Linked DNA regions of Mus musculus: region 2 is linked to region 1. Evidence: chromatin contacts called from public HiChIP or PLAC-seq data. All regions are on one chromosome and are shown on one strand. Each heading gives the region's core, a stretch centred on a gene start, on an enhancer-like site or on the middle of the called end of the contact. The rest is flanking DNA. Distances are from core to core; before and after follow the strand shown. Region 1 holds the start of Usp7 (ubiquitin specific peptidase 7). Region 2 has its middle 18 kb from the start of Gm30310.

Region 1 (7,536 bases), core at 2,250-4,749:
GGCAGTTTCCTGGGTGTTCTTGAAGTGAACTAAGGGATTTGACCCTCTGGATTTGCATAATCCTGTTGGGTTTTCTGGGTTAAGAAAATGGTCCTCCTGGGATGTTTATACGTGGAAGCTCAGTAGGCTTGTTGATGTATGTGCCATACAATTTGCCCATTTATGGTCCACAGTTGACCTGTAACCTCAGCGCAGGAGGAGCAGAAGGGGAGCCCCAGAGCAAGCTGGCTAGGCAGGCTTGCTCTCTAGAACAGCTCCACTGGTAAGCCACACCCACACTCATGTGGACATACATATAAACCCAGAGACACTACATACAAAAGAAAGAAAGCAGTGACTTCTAGAGACTAACAAGCCAAAGGGCTCTTAAAGTGTTAAATCATAGTCTTGGAGCAGTTAAAAAGCATGACTAGAATGTATAGTTAGGGCTTGGTGGTTCTGAGCAGTTGCTGCTCTTACAGAGGATATGAGTTCAGTCCCCAACTCCCTCATTGGCCAGCTCACATTGGCCTGTAACTCTAGCTGCACAGGTTCTGATGCCCTCTCCTGGCCTTCACGGGTGGGCATGTACATGCACACATGTACACATAATAAAATAGATATTTAAAGTATACAGTGAAGTCACTTCTGCTGTAGACTAGCCTATGACCCTGATCTTGTTTGAGAGTGTTTTCATTACACTCCAAGGCTATCCTCTGCTGTCTATTGTCTCTGTCTTTCCTTGAAAACTTTACAGAGAGACAGCATTCAATCCCCAAGCCCCAACATGCCAGTCTCTAGCTGCCAAGGTTCAATCTATTTTTCTCTTTTTCTTGAAATTGCTTTGCCTGCTAAGGACCTTGATGGAGGTGGAAGTATTTGTAGCCTTTGGGCTGTTTTCTTAAAGTATGATTCATCCCTTTTATAAGTAACACATAGTGGGATCTTACTCTTTGTTTGTTTTTTTTTCGAGACAGGGTTTCTCTGTGTAGCCCTGGCTGTCCTGGAACTCACTCTGTAGACCAGACCAGCAGACTCTGCCTGCTTCTGCCTCCTGAGTGCTGGGATTAAAGGCTTGCGCCACCACGCCTGGCGGGATCTTACTCTTTTTCACTGCTATGTAGTATTTCACTATGTGTATATTCAAGTTAAATAGCTCTAGTCAGAGACTCCTAAATCTAAAATGTTCTGAAATCTGAAACTTTTGAATACCAATATGATGCTGGAAATGGAACTTGATTGTGTGTGTGCTCATGAATTGGCACCCCACCATATGTGCGATGGCACGTGAGCATGAGTGGAAGTCAGAGGACTATTGAATCAGTTCTCTTCTACCATGTGGGGCTCAAGGATCTCACTGGTCAGGCGTGGTGGCAACAGCCTTTACCTGCTGAGCCTTTTGCTGGCCCCAAGTAGAGTGGAAAATTTTATACCTGACCTTGTACGGGGTTGCAGTCAAATACAAAATTCTGTATAAGATTATGTATAAGGTATCTCAGAAATATATGGATTTTACCTTGATTTGGGTTCTGTTATCAAAGATACCTCCTTTTATGTACAGTCAAAAATTCCCCAGACTGAGATGTGAAACACTTCTGGTTCCAGGCACATTAGATAAAAGATACAGAACCATCTCTCCTTTATCCACTTTGGGTTTTTTCCCCCTTTAAGTAAAAAAAAAAAAATTACATGTACATATATTTATTTGAGTGTGTGCGCTTTTGCAGCATGCACAGTGGAAACCAGAGGCCAACTTGCTGGAATTCAGGTCATAGGACTTGGTGACAGCACCTTTGCCCACTCTGCCATTTTGCTGGCCTCTGTTTAGGTTTTGAACTTCAGCAAGGGAAGTTGGGTTGACTGGTGTCCTAAGGCAAGATAGCAAATTGTTGCATTTTTTTTTTCCTGGACTAGCTGGTTATTTTCCTTGCAAGTCATGAAGTGCTAGAAAAGGCTCTTTTTTTATTATTACTAATTAATTTTTTGTGAAAGCAAGTTGTTCAATAGTATTTGCAGTACGACTATCCCAACCCCCTGCACCCAACTCTGGGTGACCTTGGGAAGGAGGAAGGGGCAGGTTTCTGGTGAATCAGGTGCCTTTGGGACCTGGTAGGAGGAAGTTCCTTGATGGGAAGCGTTCAGGCCAAGATGTTCTTGTTTTGTTGTTGATTTGTTTGAGTCCTGGTTGGCTTGGCCATGCCTCCAATTCGAAGAGATCCTACTGCCTCAGCCTCTGCCTCCGCCTCCCAAATTCTGGGATTAAAAAGGCATGTGCTACCCCCCCCCCCCCAAGTCAGTTGGCGCTTAGGCCTTAAATCAATCAGATTTTCCCTCTTCAAATTTCTTGTATTGAAAAGTTCGCTTTTAAAAAAATTTGACTCCTAAAACTTAGAAAGGTAGACGCAGGAGGATCAGGTGTCCATCAAGCACCATGAAAAGTTCCAGGCCAGCTTGGACTACCCGAGAGACTCTTTCCCAGTGGACGATCGTGGCCAACCTGATCTCCTAGAGAGGAAATAAATGAATGCTGGGATAGGTGAGAGCCGAAGGACTACACTTTGCCTTATTGGATCTAGGGTGCAAAAGAGTTAAGTTTCCCACGTATTTGCCCGGGTGAGAATCCCGGGGCCGGTTACGGGCCGTAAAACGGCGCCGCGCCTTGGGCTCCTTGTCCAGCCCAGTTCCCGCGAGCACCCCTACCCTCAGCCGGAGCCCCGCGGCCCTGGGCTGCGCTCCGCTGCCTCACAGAGGAGACCCCGGCGCCCCGCTCCAGCAGGGCTGGCGGGCGGGCGGCCGGCGCGCGGGGTGGGTGCTCCTCGGTGGCGGCGGGCGGGCCGCTCCCTGCTCCGCCTCCCGCTCCGCCTCCCGCTCCGCCCGCCGCCCGCCCTCGTCTCGTTCGCTCCGCTCTCGCCCCCCATGCGGATGTGACATTTCACGCCGCCGCCATTTTGAGAGCGAGCTGAGCCGAGCCGAGCCGCCGGGCGCCGCGTCCGCTGCCGGAGCCCCGACGACGACGCCGAGGAGGCGGAGGCCTCAGCGCCCCGAGCGCGGCCAGCCGGTCACCCGCCCGCGCAGCCTCAGCGGTCGCCGCCGCAGCCCACACCCGGGCCCGCAGGCTCGCCGCGGCCCGCCCGGCCTCCAGCCTTCCGCGCCCGGTCCGAGGCGGGGCTGACTACGCGGCCCCCGCCCGGCCGCCCTCCGCCCCCGGCCGGCCCGCGGCCCCGCAGCCCCGGCCCCGGCGGCGGGAGGCGGGCCCTGCGGCGGCGGCGGCGGCGGCGGCAGCGGCGGCCGCAGCGAGCGAGGAGGCCGCCCGGCTCGGCCCGCCGCCGCCCGCCCGCCTCGGCGCCGAGATTGGGCGAATCGCGAGCAAGTACGTGCGCGTCTCCCTGCCGCCGCCGCCGCCGCCGCCGCCCGCCGCGGGCCGCCCCGGGGCCGCCGCCGCCGACGACGCGCGGGTAGGAAGAGGAGGAGGCCGCCCCGCCGCCGCCGCCGCCGCCGCCTCTGCTAGCAGCCGCCCGCCCGCCGGGCCCGCAGCCCGGGCCTCCGGCCGCAGGCGAGGCCCAGGCCGCGGCCGACATGAACCACCAACAGCAGCAGCAGCAGCAGCAGAAAGCGGGCGAGCAGCAGCTGAGCGAGCCCGAGGACATGGAGATGGAAGGTGAGGCCCGCAGCGGGGCCGGCGCTTTCATTGTGGTCCGGGCGGCCGCGGGAGCCACGCGAGGGCCTCGCCATCTTTAACCAGGCCGGGCTGCCGCTCGGCCCCGCTCGGCCCGGCGCTTTTGCCGGGCCGGGGCTGCACAGTCATGCGGCCCGGCGGGGGGTGGCCCCGGACCCCCGAGTTCACGCATTGTGCAGCGCACGGGCTGCTGGGCACAAAGCGCCGGAGTCGTAAATTAGGATCGAGGTGTGTTGGCTCCGGGTACCCAGGTTGGGAGGCGGGCCCCGGGGACCGTCCTCTTTCCGGGGTGTGTGGCTCTGGCCAGGCTGGTTGGGCCTGCTCCCCGGCCCCTGAGCTCTTGGGGTGGGTATGGGAGCGGGTGCGCAGGTTCCCCTGCACCTGCTTCTGAACGCGCCCCCGGAGAGCCTCCCCCCAATAACTTCCGAGCGCTCTGCCGGGCGTCGCGCTTAATTGCGGAGACACCTGCAAGGCGCGCAGCTGCCCTCAGCCTTTGGACTTGCTGGGAAAGTACTCAGGTTCGCCTAGTTTATAAGTTACCTGGGCTTGTGGAGGAGTTTGGGTACCTGGCTGTAGGTGGTGCCGTCCACGTCCGGCTAAAAAGTGTGCTTGAAACTATGGAGTTCCGCCGCACATGGCTGGCCTACTGCAGAAGCAGATTAAGTTCTGGAGGTAACTATGTTTTCTACCGGAGCCGCAGGAATTTATCTTGGTACTGGATTTTATACTGTTTGTAGAGCTTCGCTATCAAGGTTTGCTGTGAAAGCGCAGTGGAGGGACTCTGGCTTCGGGATCTCATGCTGGGTTGGTCATTTTCTTTTCTTTTGACTTGGTACTTTAAGTGAAGGCAGTATGCGCGGTTACCTGCCCTAAAGGGGTCAGACAGGCAGGAATCCCAGTGAGGGGCAATGAATGGACCGTTCAGCAAGTGATAGTGGCTTTCATAAATGAATGAAGGTTCCTAGGAAGTTGGGGTAAAACTGTATTTGTTGTGTATGATGTAGCATGCTCTAGGCTAGGAATACTGACTCTTGACCCCCCCTGTGAATAACTTGATGGTGATCAGTGGGAATCAAACAATTGTCTGACCATGCAGCAGAGGGAAAAAGGCCCTAGGGGGCCGGGGGAAGGGGGAAGCTGAAGTTCATGCCAAGGACTAGGCTGTTTCTCTTGGCCTCAGCAAATCAGTAATTTCAGAGTGTCTGGCAAGTGCGATTAAACCAAATAGCTGATGGAACTCACCTTTGGGAGATTAGTGTACTCCTTTTATGCTATAATTTCATGCACGTCTAAAGTGGAGAGTTGCTCGGAACGTGAACATCCGTTTTCCTTTCAAGTCTTCCTCACTGCTCCTCTAGGGCTTTGTGAGAATAAGATTGGACAGCGCTGGGGGGGGGCATATTTCTGATACAGACTGTATCTGGAAAAATGTCTATGTCCAAAGTTTTGACGAGATTAGGGTGGTGGAAGATCTTCACAGGTTTTTTTACCCATGATATCCTGGGCTTCATGCTTGCTTCCCAGAGTTTTCTCGTGAAACTTTCATTTTCTATCAAAGTTAGTATTTGAGTTTTAGTGTTTAATGGGTGTTGTGGCTTTCAGTTTTCTATTCTTGCGCTAATTCTGTAGAAAATGCAGTCTTTCAGGGCTGTGGCCATGTGAGCTAGTATAGTGCTTTGGTGTGGGAGTGCACGTTAGACAGTCTTATTTTAGCTTTGCACTCCGCAAATAGGGTACTGTGCTGTTGTCAATTAGGATCAGGAAGGGTTGATAACTTCTTCCAAAGTCCAGAATAGCCGAATTTAGAGTTAACAACTTCGGTAGGTCTCACAAGCCGGGCTGCAAATGGGATCTAGACCGGAGCTAATGGCTAGCACCATTATTTACTTGGGTTTGGTAGAGCCAGCAGCTGGAGGGGGTCAGAGCTATGACCAGCTTGGGAAGGAAGGCTTTGTGAGGCGTATCCTGTCTGCCTTCCCTCTAGGGCAGGGTGGTTTCGATGGAGAGGGAAGCTGGGAGACTGGTTCTGTTGGTTGTAATTTCCCCTCCTATCGGTAGTCAGGGCTAGTATGCTAGTATGCGGTCCTGCCTCACTCTGTCAGAGTTACATTTGTTCTTGAGTGACCACACAGTGCTCATACATCCACTAGAGAATTGGTTATTTTAAGTTCTTAGGAGTGCTGAGGAAAATTAGGAAGGGAAAAATATGGGGAGAGAGAAAATGAGGGTCTGTTTACTGGTGGTGTAACCACAGCCTGCTGTCTGTAAGGCCGGGAAAGCAACTTGTCTTGCTTCTTGCTGGGAGGTAGAGGCAGAGTATATCTGACTGGGGGTGAATTTATTTGGCAGTTCATTTATTGTCTAGCTTCACTGGCCCATTATCTGAAGAGGTGGCTTACATATAGGTGGCTTACATATCTGTAGGTTCTATTAAAGACACACAAGCTTTGCTGTGTGCTTTGCTTGTGGCTCACAGTAATCTCCCTAACAGGAGAATGTGCTGTTCTCTGGGTGACACTTCTGCACTCGAGCACTGTTTCTTTCAGAATGTAGTATTTGAGAGCTGAGTAAGTGGACAGACTTGCTGTCAGGAGCAAATGTGTGACCACTGCAGCTTAGGTAGGCTTTGGTTTGTGGAAGAAATATTTTTTTTTGTTTTACTTATTTTTATTTTATACGCATTGGTGTTTTGCCTGTATGTATGTCTGTGTGAGAGTTCCAGATCCCTTGGAACTGGACAGTTGTGAGCCATCCATGTAGGTGCTGGGAATTGAACCCAGCTCTTCCAGAAGAGCAGCCAGCATTCTTATCCTTCTGAGCCATTTCTCCAGTCCCAGTGGAAGAATTCTTGCTGTGAGCATCACCTCAGAGAGCCCAGTGGAATCAGCCCTGGCCCAGAAATGTGTCCCTTTGATGCCAAACAATCGGGTCTGCTTGCTGCAGAGTTGCTCTTTTCAGCCCGTGATGCTCCCAGTCTGTCTTCTCAGCCTTTCTGCCCACAGTCCAGGGATAAGAACACCGATAGGGGAGAAAGTGCACCCTTACCCTTACTTCTGTTTTTCCTGTGGAACTAGGAAACTAGGCAGGTCATTAGGTTAGTTCACAGTTGGGTAGTCCTATGGCAGAAGAGGCTAGAGGTTTACTGAGAATTTGTGTTTAGTTGCTGTGTGACCTCTGCCTGTTTAAGCCATTGATGCCTCAGTTTCTACATCCTATGAAAAAGAGGTCATGCAAATCGGCCAAGGCTGTGCTGAAATCAGTGCCACCAGGCTTGTCAAGGACAGGCACAAGATAGAGCCATCGATGTGCGCTAAGTGTGGGCTGACTTGGAGCTGAGGTGAGGAAACAAGGCACGCAGAAAAGCCTGCTTGTAATTATACATTGGCAGAATGAGAGTAGGAGGTAACAGCATCAGTTTAGGTGTAGTTACTCCTGCACCCTCACTGGGTCAGTCATAGTCTTTATGTAGTGTTGGGGACCAACCCCAGGTTTTCCTGCAAGCCACACAGTTTGACTGAGTTACACCCCCAGATTTCCCTATACCTGTTTTTGAGCCAGGTTTTCTGCAGCTGAGACTGGTCTCGAGTAAGCTTCTGCTCTTTCTGCCTCTACCTCCCAAGTGCTTGGACTCTCGATTAATGACCAACTAATCCCGGTATTGATGTCCTGTAATAGGGATATGCAATAGAAAACTAAATGTATGGCAGGACTGTGTCTTCCTGGTGCCTGGAAACCCTTGTTCAGGAGGTCATTGGTACTGCCTTGAGGCAGGCTCCAATTGGAGTGCAGTCTGGGCTTGAGGATCCTGCACGCCTGGGTGCTGGGATCACCCGCTTTGCACCAACACACAGCTGCTTTATTGTAGTGTTACTCCTAGTGAC
Region 2 (7,536 bases), core at 1,360-3,859, 130 kb before region 1:
AGTCACACCCACTCCAACAAAGCCATACCTAACAGTACTACTCCCAATGGGTCTATGGAGCCCAATCACACTCAAACTACAATAGCCCCCATAGGTGATTTCATACGTTTTTCAACAGTTAGTGGAACTGTTTTGGAAGGTTTAAAAAGTACGGCCTTACTGGAGGAAGTGTGTCATTGAGGTGTGGCTTTGAGGTTTCAAAAGCACATACAAAGCACATAACAGGCCCAGAGTGTGCCTATGTCTCTCTCCACACCCCACCCCCACCATACCTCCATACCTTCATCCCTTCCTCTCCCTCTCCTTTTACCTGTCTGCCAGCAGATCAGGATGTTAGCTCTCATCCCCCAGCCTGCCTACCACCATACTTTCTGACATGATGATCATAGACTAACCCTCTGACAGTGTAAGCAATGTCCCCCAATTAAATGTTTTATTTTATGTCTCCTTGGTCATGGTGTTTCCTCACAGCAAAAAAAAAAAAACGGTAACTAAGACCTCTCCCTTTTGCCCTGTACGAACACAAGGATTACAGAAGCACATCCCTGTAATATCCCTGGAGTCTGGGGATTTGAACTCAAGTTCTCACATCTGGCTAGCAATAGTTTATCCACTAAGCCATGTCCCTATCTCTAGATCATAGCTGATGTAGGGGGATACATACACACACACACATACATATACACACAGAGACACTAAGCTTAATTCAGAAAATCAATTCCTACCATCTGCTTTGAGCATTCACTTAAGAGTGCATGCAAGCAGTATGGCTGGATATTTATTTCTGTTCTTTGTGTACCAGCAGTCTGCCTGAAGATCAACATGAGATGTGAAGGTATCAAGTCTGGTGGGAGGATGTTGATTAAAAACTTAATGGGAGGGCTGGAGAGATGGCTCAGTGGTTAAGAGCACTGACTGTTCTTCCAAAGGTCCTGAGTTCAAGTCCCAGCAACCACACGATGGCTCACAACCACCTGCAATGTGATCTGATGCCCTCTTCTGGTGTGTCTGAAGACAACTACAGTGTAATCATGTACATAAAGTAAATAAATATTTAAAGGGGAGGGGTGGCTGGAGAGATGGCATAGTGGTTAAAAGCAATGACTGCTCTTCCAAAGGTTCTGAGTTCAATTCCCAAGCACACACATGGTGGCTCACAAACATCTATAATCAGGATCTGATACCCTCTTCTGGTGTGTCTAAAGATAGTGATAGTGTACTCATATACATGAAATAAATAATTCTTAAAAACATGACACACAATATCAAGGATATCAAATAACCCCAAATGTTACTCTCCCATGGAATCTCAAGCTCCGAAGGGTCCAAGTTTGAGAAGTAAGCCACTTACCTTTGTGAGAAAGTGCACATTCCTGCTTCCAGGGTTACCAGATGGTACATGTGTTCAAAGCACCCAGGAGGGTTCGGTAACGTTTATCAGAATGGTGTGACAACTGGAACTCACTGTACCTCAAGACTGCTGACCTCTGTTTCTGCAGGACTGGCCATGAGTTTTTTGCCTCTGGCCAGTGGTTAACAGGTTTGTAACCACAGTTGGAACCTCTGGAAGGACTTTGGATAGAGCCCTGGTGAATGGCTGTATCCCTCATCTAGGAATGAATGAGAAGTTAGAGGGCTGAAGCAGGACCTGACCCTAAGATGGTCACTGGGTGACCATCACACACTGGTCCTGGGTGAACCACCAGCTCAAATCCAGGATGGGGAGGGTACAGCACCAATCCACTCTTCAGGTTTCCAAAACAGAACCTCCCAGTGGGTTTCGTTGAGTCAAGGTGCTCTGAACACACAAGCAAGGAATGGAGGCACATCCCTGTAGTCTAAGGCCAGTCTGACCAGTGTAGGAGTATCAAAATGCTGAGTGTGCAAGTGTGCTTCAGTCTGGTCAAATCACAGAGGCAGGTACAGGGCAAATCACGTGACTGTCCTTAAAGAGGTGACCGCTTTGAAACCATGCCCTTAAGGAGTCACCTATTTCTACCATTTAACCTGCTCACACCTCATATATCCACAGCCTTGGCTTAGTACTTGATAAACCTTAAGATGACATGGGCTGCGGGTCAGAGTACTGAGACCCAGTTTGAGACAAAATGCAAAGGAGGCCAAGGTGAGACCGGTGCTGATCCTTCTATGAATGATTCTGGGGAGTCCCTTGGGTGCTGGAGGTGTAGTTTCAGAGAACCAAGGGGGTAGGAAGCACCTGGACCCTGGGTTATAGCAGCAGGTCCACTGGATTCAAACCATGCCTTGCTCCAAAATTCATTAGCTCTGCGACAGCATGTCTGGAGGGCCTATTGCTTTAAGGCCCTGGGGGGGGGGGGGGGGGGGAGGGGCGGAGCCCTGTTTCTCTGGAAGCAGCTTAGAAATATTTTTGTCTCCACAAGCTTCCACCCAAATAGGAAGTGAGTCACGGAAGAATGTAGGGTTCCTGGCTGTAGGGGGATTCAGGCCGACCTTTTGAAAATGGAGCTTTTGTGGAGGCCTGGCTCCAAGGTAAGAAACAGTGCAGAATCTGTTTACCTTCCTGGGTGACATGTAGCTTCCAGAAGATCTTGGAATCACTCAGGGGTGCCACACCCAAGCTTTCCAGGGTCATGTAAATGTTTGCAGTCTGGCCCTGGGCACTTAGAGGTGAGGCACTGACGCACCCCACACACCCCTGTGCTTCCTTGATTTGAACCCAAACGTAAGATAAACAGGAGCCATCTACAAGTGCTTTCTCGACAGACCAGAAATTGGATAGATCCTGGTTCTGGTGATTCAGCCATTCCCTTAACCCTTCAGTGCCTCACTGTTCTCATCAATAAGATAAGAAGGTATTTACTACATGAGACAAAGCCACCCAGGTTTATGCAGACACATTAAAACAGTAAACCAGTAAGGAAGTCACAAAACAAAATGCAAAAGTCAGGAATTAGAATTTTGCACTAGAACATGCAACTGGAGTAAGAGAAGGAAGGCTCAAGTGGCTCAGAAAGTGGTAACTCCGGCCATGCCTCAGAAGGGCCAGCTGAGGGTGTGGGGGTGGTAGAAATAATCTGCATCTTCCTCGTTAAGGAGCCTTTCCTTCCAGATACTGGTCCCCTCAGTACCCCATGCAAGCATGTTATTAAATACCCAGAAACGTGGGTTTCCTGGCATTCCAAAGGTTCTAGAAACCCAAATGAAGGTAGAAGCTTCAGGAATAGGTTTAAAAGGGGGTTTAGATCCAGCAGGCACTAGCTAGCACTGTACTGAAGGTGGAGGGAGTGCTAGAAACACAGGCAACCTGTTCATGGTGATAGTCTCATTATGCTTCCCACACACACCTATAAACAAGCCAGTCTTCTCATCTGGGTACATGGTCCACCTCAACTCTCTTGGAGAAATGTGCCACAGTCATCTCAAAGGATCCACTAGGACCCTCTGATATGCTATCAGGCAGGAGCACTTTCTACATCGTCCTTCACACCTGAAATGGTACTTTTGGTTACTGGCTTGCAAGAACAGATGTTTGTGAATGATCTTTAAAGGTAGGGCATCCAGCCTATAACAGGATTTCAAAAGTGATGAGCTGGTTGGCTGGGCAGTGGTGGCGCACGTCTGGAATCCCAGCACTTGGGGGGCAGAGGCAGGCAGTTTTCTGAGTTCGAGGCCAGCCTGGTCTACAGAGTGAGTTCCAGGACAGCCAGGGCTACACAGAGAAACCCTGTCTCGCAAAACCAAAAACCAAACAAAAAAGTAATGAGCTGCAACTGTGCTTCTGTATCTAGGACCTGGTGAGTTTACTGCAATGGCTGGTGCAGTTTAGAACCAAGTCTTCTCTGCTGGATCCATCAGACTTGACCTTAATTCCGTTTCCCTCATAGCAGGTGTGGCTCCAGAAGACCTGCCCTAGATGAACTGCAGAGCAGAAACTCACCTGTACCTGTACATACAAACCCCCAAGTATAGTGTCATTTAAAAAACATTAAAACAAATGTCAGGACTCAGAACTTCCTTTTATTTAATTCACCTTTATGCCGAGAAAAGCAAGGGAGCAATGCTCAGTAGACAGAGCATACCCACAAGAGCGCCAGGCTGAGCATGCACAGACCTGAAGCCCTAGCTCCAGGTTCTCTGGATTTAACTCTCCTTCCCATGTCACCATCTGCCAGGAAAATTCCACTGCAACACTCTGGGGGTAACCTACAGCTTGCCTGTGGTTAGGGCAGAGCGCCTGAAGGAAGGACTCCAGGGGCAGGATGGTCAGCAGAGACCTAGGCCCGAGGGCAGCCAATTCTCAGGTTTAGTTAAGAGTCCAGGACTTTAAGCCAAAGACTTCAGTGATCAGGGAAGTAGATGCTGTTCTGCCCCAAACCTTTGGTCTCTATATGCTTGTAATCAATCACAGGAAGTGAATCCAGGAATGTTTTAAACCACAGGAGACACAGCACTGCCAGGTCATATCGGGTGAGTCATACCACAGCCTCTGACAGTGGCAATGCCAACTTCCTCCTGACCAGCCCAGTGATTAAGCCTGCCCCAGAGAAATGCAATGATCACAGTGGCTTCCTCCAAGCCTAGGGCCTGATGAGCCTAGTGCCAATGGTCACCTACAAAGAACCTAGCAAGGGGCCAGCCCAACACCCCTTCTGCAGAACTGTCAGCAGCTCCCGAGTGGTGGTTCTTTACTTACAGAGCTTTGAGTATCTTTAAGAAGAAAACAATACCTAGTTTTTCTGGGGTACAGCTTGAGAAAGGCTGCTTCTAATACACAAAGTTGAAACTATGAAATTGGAGAGAAGAGTGTTTTAGAATTGGAGGCTGGAAACTGGAACAGAATCCAAGAGACCAAGGAAAATTTGAGATGCCCACATCAGAGGGTATCCAAGTGTCTATTGACATCTTCACCATGTAACAGGATCCAGGAAGGGCTGAAGGTAAGTAGCTAGGGGCAAAACTGGATTTTCATCCACACCTCACCAACCCAAATCCATGCTTCTAATCACACATGTTCTATAGTTCTTAGCAATCTAAAGGCCCAAGGTGTGTGTGTGGGGGGGGGGGGGACCTTTTATGAAAACTTTTGAGTTTTGTTTTGTTTTGAGACAGGGTTTCTCTGTGTAGCCCTGGCTGTCCTGAACTAGACTAGGCTGGTCTCAAACTCAGAGATCACCTGGCTCTACCTCTGGGACTAAGTGAGTGGGATTAAGGCATGCTTCACCATCATCTGGCTTTTTAAAACCACATTTCAATCTATTTCCTCATCCAGGAACTATCCATACCCACCCTAGTTATTGCTGGGTGTTACTAGTCCAGGACCCAGGTTCTCACGATGAAGGTGATGTTGCTATGGCATCATACAGCATGTTCAGCAAGTACCCAGGAAACTACAGAATCCATCCTCCAGTCGGGCAGTGGCACACGCCTTTAATCCCAGCACTTGGGAGGAAGAGGCAGGCGGATTTCTGAGTTCAAGGCCAGCCTGGTCTACAGAGTGAGTTCCAGGACAGCCAGGGCTACACAGAGAAACCCTGTCTCAAAAAAAAAAAAAAATCCATCCTCCAAAAAGGTGAATGCCGAGTCTGAGGCTTATCAGTAGAAGCTGTGAACATGTGTATGTACTCTTGACTTTCTTGAAGGAGTTATTTTTCACTGGAGATCATTGGTCCACAATGTGAAAAACCGAGATGAGCAAGAGGCAAGCCTTCCTGCACTTACTCAGTGTATTCCGTAACCCACACAGTTCTATTCAACCTTAAAACACTTGCAGCTACACAATATTACTGTACCCCAAGAACAGAGAGCAATGGTCTAAGAATCTCCTCAAATCTCCACTACAATTCCTGGGTGGACTTAGGGATATGTGCATTCTTTTTTTTTTTTTTTTTAAAGCTAGATTTGGTTCTTTTTTTTTTTTTTTTTTTTTTAAAGATTTATTTATTTATTATATGTAAGTACACTGTAGCTGTCTTCAGACATTCCAGAAGAGGGCGTCAGATCTCGTTACGGATGGTTGTGAGCCACCATGTGGTTGCTGGGATTTGAACTCCTGACCTTCGGGAGAGCAGTCGGGTGCTCTTACCCACTGAGCCATCTCACCAGCCCCGGATATGTGCATTCTAAGTACAAAAGTAAATACTGAGGCTACTGGGTCCCCAGGAGCTGAGACAGCTCATACCTTTAAGACCTTCCTGTGGCGGGCTACAAAACACCACTCTGGGCTTGCAGAGTCCAGAGTGTCTTGTCTTGATACCTATGCCGGAACTCTCCAAAGCAGCGGCAGACAACGTGCGTCCAGGACTTCCTCTGGCCACCAGACCTGGAGCACAGAATTCTACAACACCAACAGCTAAATCTGTGGTGCTATGACCTGCCCACATGCCCCACAGTCAGAGGCTTTTTTACCATTCAGAAATGATGAAACTGGGCCAGGAAAGGTAAAAAGCTAGAAGCCAGCCAGGCACTGAAACACACAAATCACCCAGTAAATCAGCTTCCTTCATAGGAGAGGTGAAAATAAAACTCCAAGGTCTGCTGCAAAGAAGCCTAGACCCATACTGCTGGCTGGGATACATGGCAACAGACAAGTGACCGCAATGCGAGGGTCTATCTGCATTGGTGCTTTGATAGTGTGGTAGTTTTTTTTGTGGTTGTTTTTATTTAATTGAGCCATGGTCTCACTTTGTCGCTGAGGCCAGACTGAAACTCACCATCATAGACTAGGCTGGCTCCAAATTCGTGATTATCCTTCCTCCTCCTGACTCAGTCTCCCCAATGCTGGGATTACAGATGTAAGCCTGTTCCTTGCCTGAATGGTTAATTTCACCTGTAGAAGATGTTTTGTTTTGTTTTGCTTCGAGACAGGGTTTCTCTGTGTAGCCCTGGCTGTCCTGGAACTCACTCTGTAGACCAGGCTGGCCTCAAACTCAGAAATCCGCCTGCCTCTGCCTCCCGAGTGCTGGGATTAAAGGTGTGTGCCACCACGCCCGGCCTGTAGAAGATTCTTATAAAGGTTAAGCCAGAATAGTTGCTACTGCACTATGACTAATAATGAAAAGTTGAGGCCTGCATAAAAGAAACTGAAAAGATTTTCACCCTATTCTTATGGAAAACAATCAGTAAAACATACAACAAGCTATATAGTACATTTCTGTAGCTTCTCATCTTTACTGAAGCACTCAAACAACGGAAGCAAAGCTACCAGACACTTGGAAGAGCATCCATGAAACGATAACACCTGGGCTGGAACCTCAAGGACCACTTAGCACAAGCTGCGGCCTACTAATTTCACAAAGAGCAAGCAGATCCCATCATAAAGTAAAGCCCTGACCTTGTCATAGCAAGCAAGCCTGCCATACACCTCAACTATTCTAGCCAGACGCTCCCTTTTCCAGGAAAAGTAACCGAAACCAGCTCTATACCTAAACAGCTCTCAGAACCGTAAGAGACGTCACAAGTACTCCATGTGTGAGAAGGAGCTTCTTCGTTTCAAGAACCCCCTTTAACTAAGCAGGGGAACACTGAATTTTAAACAGGATTCCCATGACTTGATTC

The links. HiChIP or PLAC-seq counts read pairs in DNA pulled down with a chosen protein or histone mark.
Region 2: a contact with region 1 is called in an HNF4G HiChIP or PLAC-seq map of pancreatic cancer cells. The contact joins the enhancer-like site here to the promoter of Usp7 in region 1. A contact is called at or near these places in 13 of 39 promoter capture datasets (the 3T3-L1 cell line, 3T3-L1-derived adipocytes, the C10 cell line and 8 more), 11 of 484 Hi-C or Micro-C datasets (the AML12 cell line, B cells, bone marrow-derived dendritic cells and 8 more), 17 of 115 datasets of contacts at active chromatin or transcription factors (the 230-238 cell line, the SCID.adh cell line, bone marrow-derived macrophages and 10 more) and 4 of 9 other capture datasets (adipose tissue, embryonic stem cells, liver and 1 more).

What each region holds. Positions count from the first base shown.
Region 1 is chr16:8,734,305-8,741,840 of GRCm38.p6, reverse strand. It overlaps Usp7 (ubiquitin specific peptidase 7), which reads left to right and starts at 3,499. Exons shown (of 31, transcript NM_001003918.2): 1 at 3,499-3,637. The coding sequence starts at 3,556.
Region 2 is chr16:8,859,389-8,866,924 of GRCm38.p6, reverse strand. No RefSeq gene overlaps it. Among named protein-coding and RNA genes, the nearest start is that of Gm30310, 18 kb to the left of the region's middle. Within about 2 kb of position 2,609, at least 91 of the 459 cell types and tissues checked have an H3K27ac peak or open chromatin away from gene starts, as enhancers often do. A contact at or near this core is called in the AML12 cell line, adipose tissue, embryonic fibroblasts and 2 more, where this site is marked.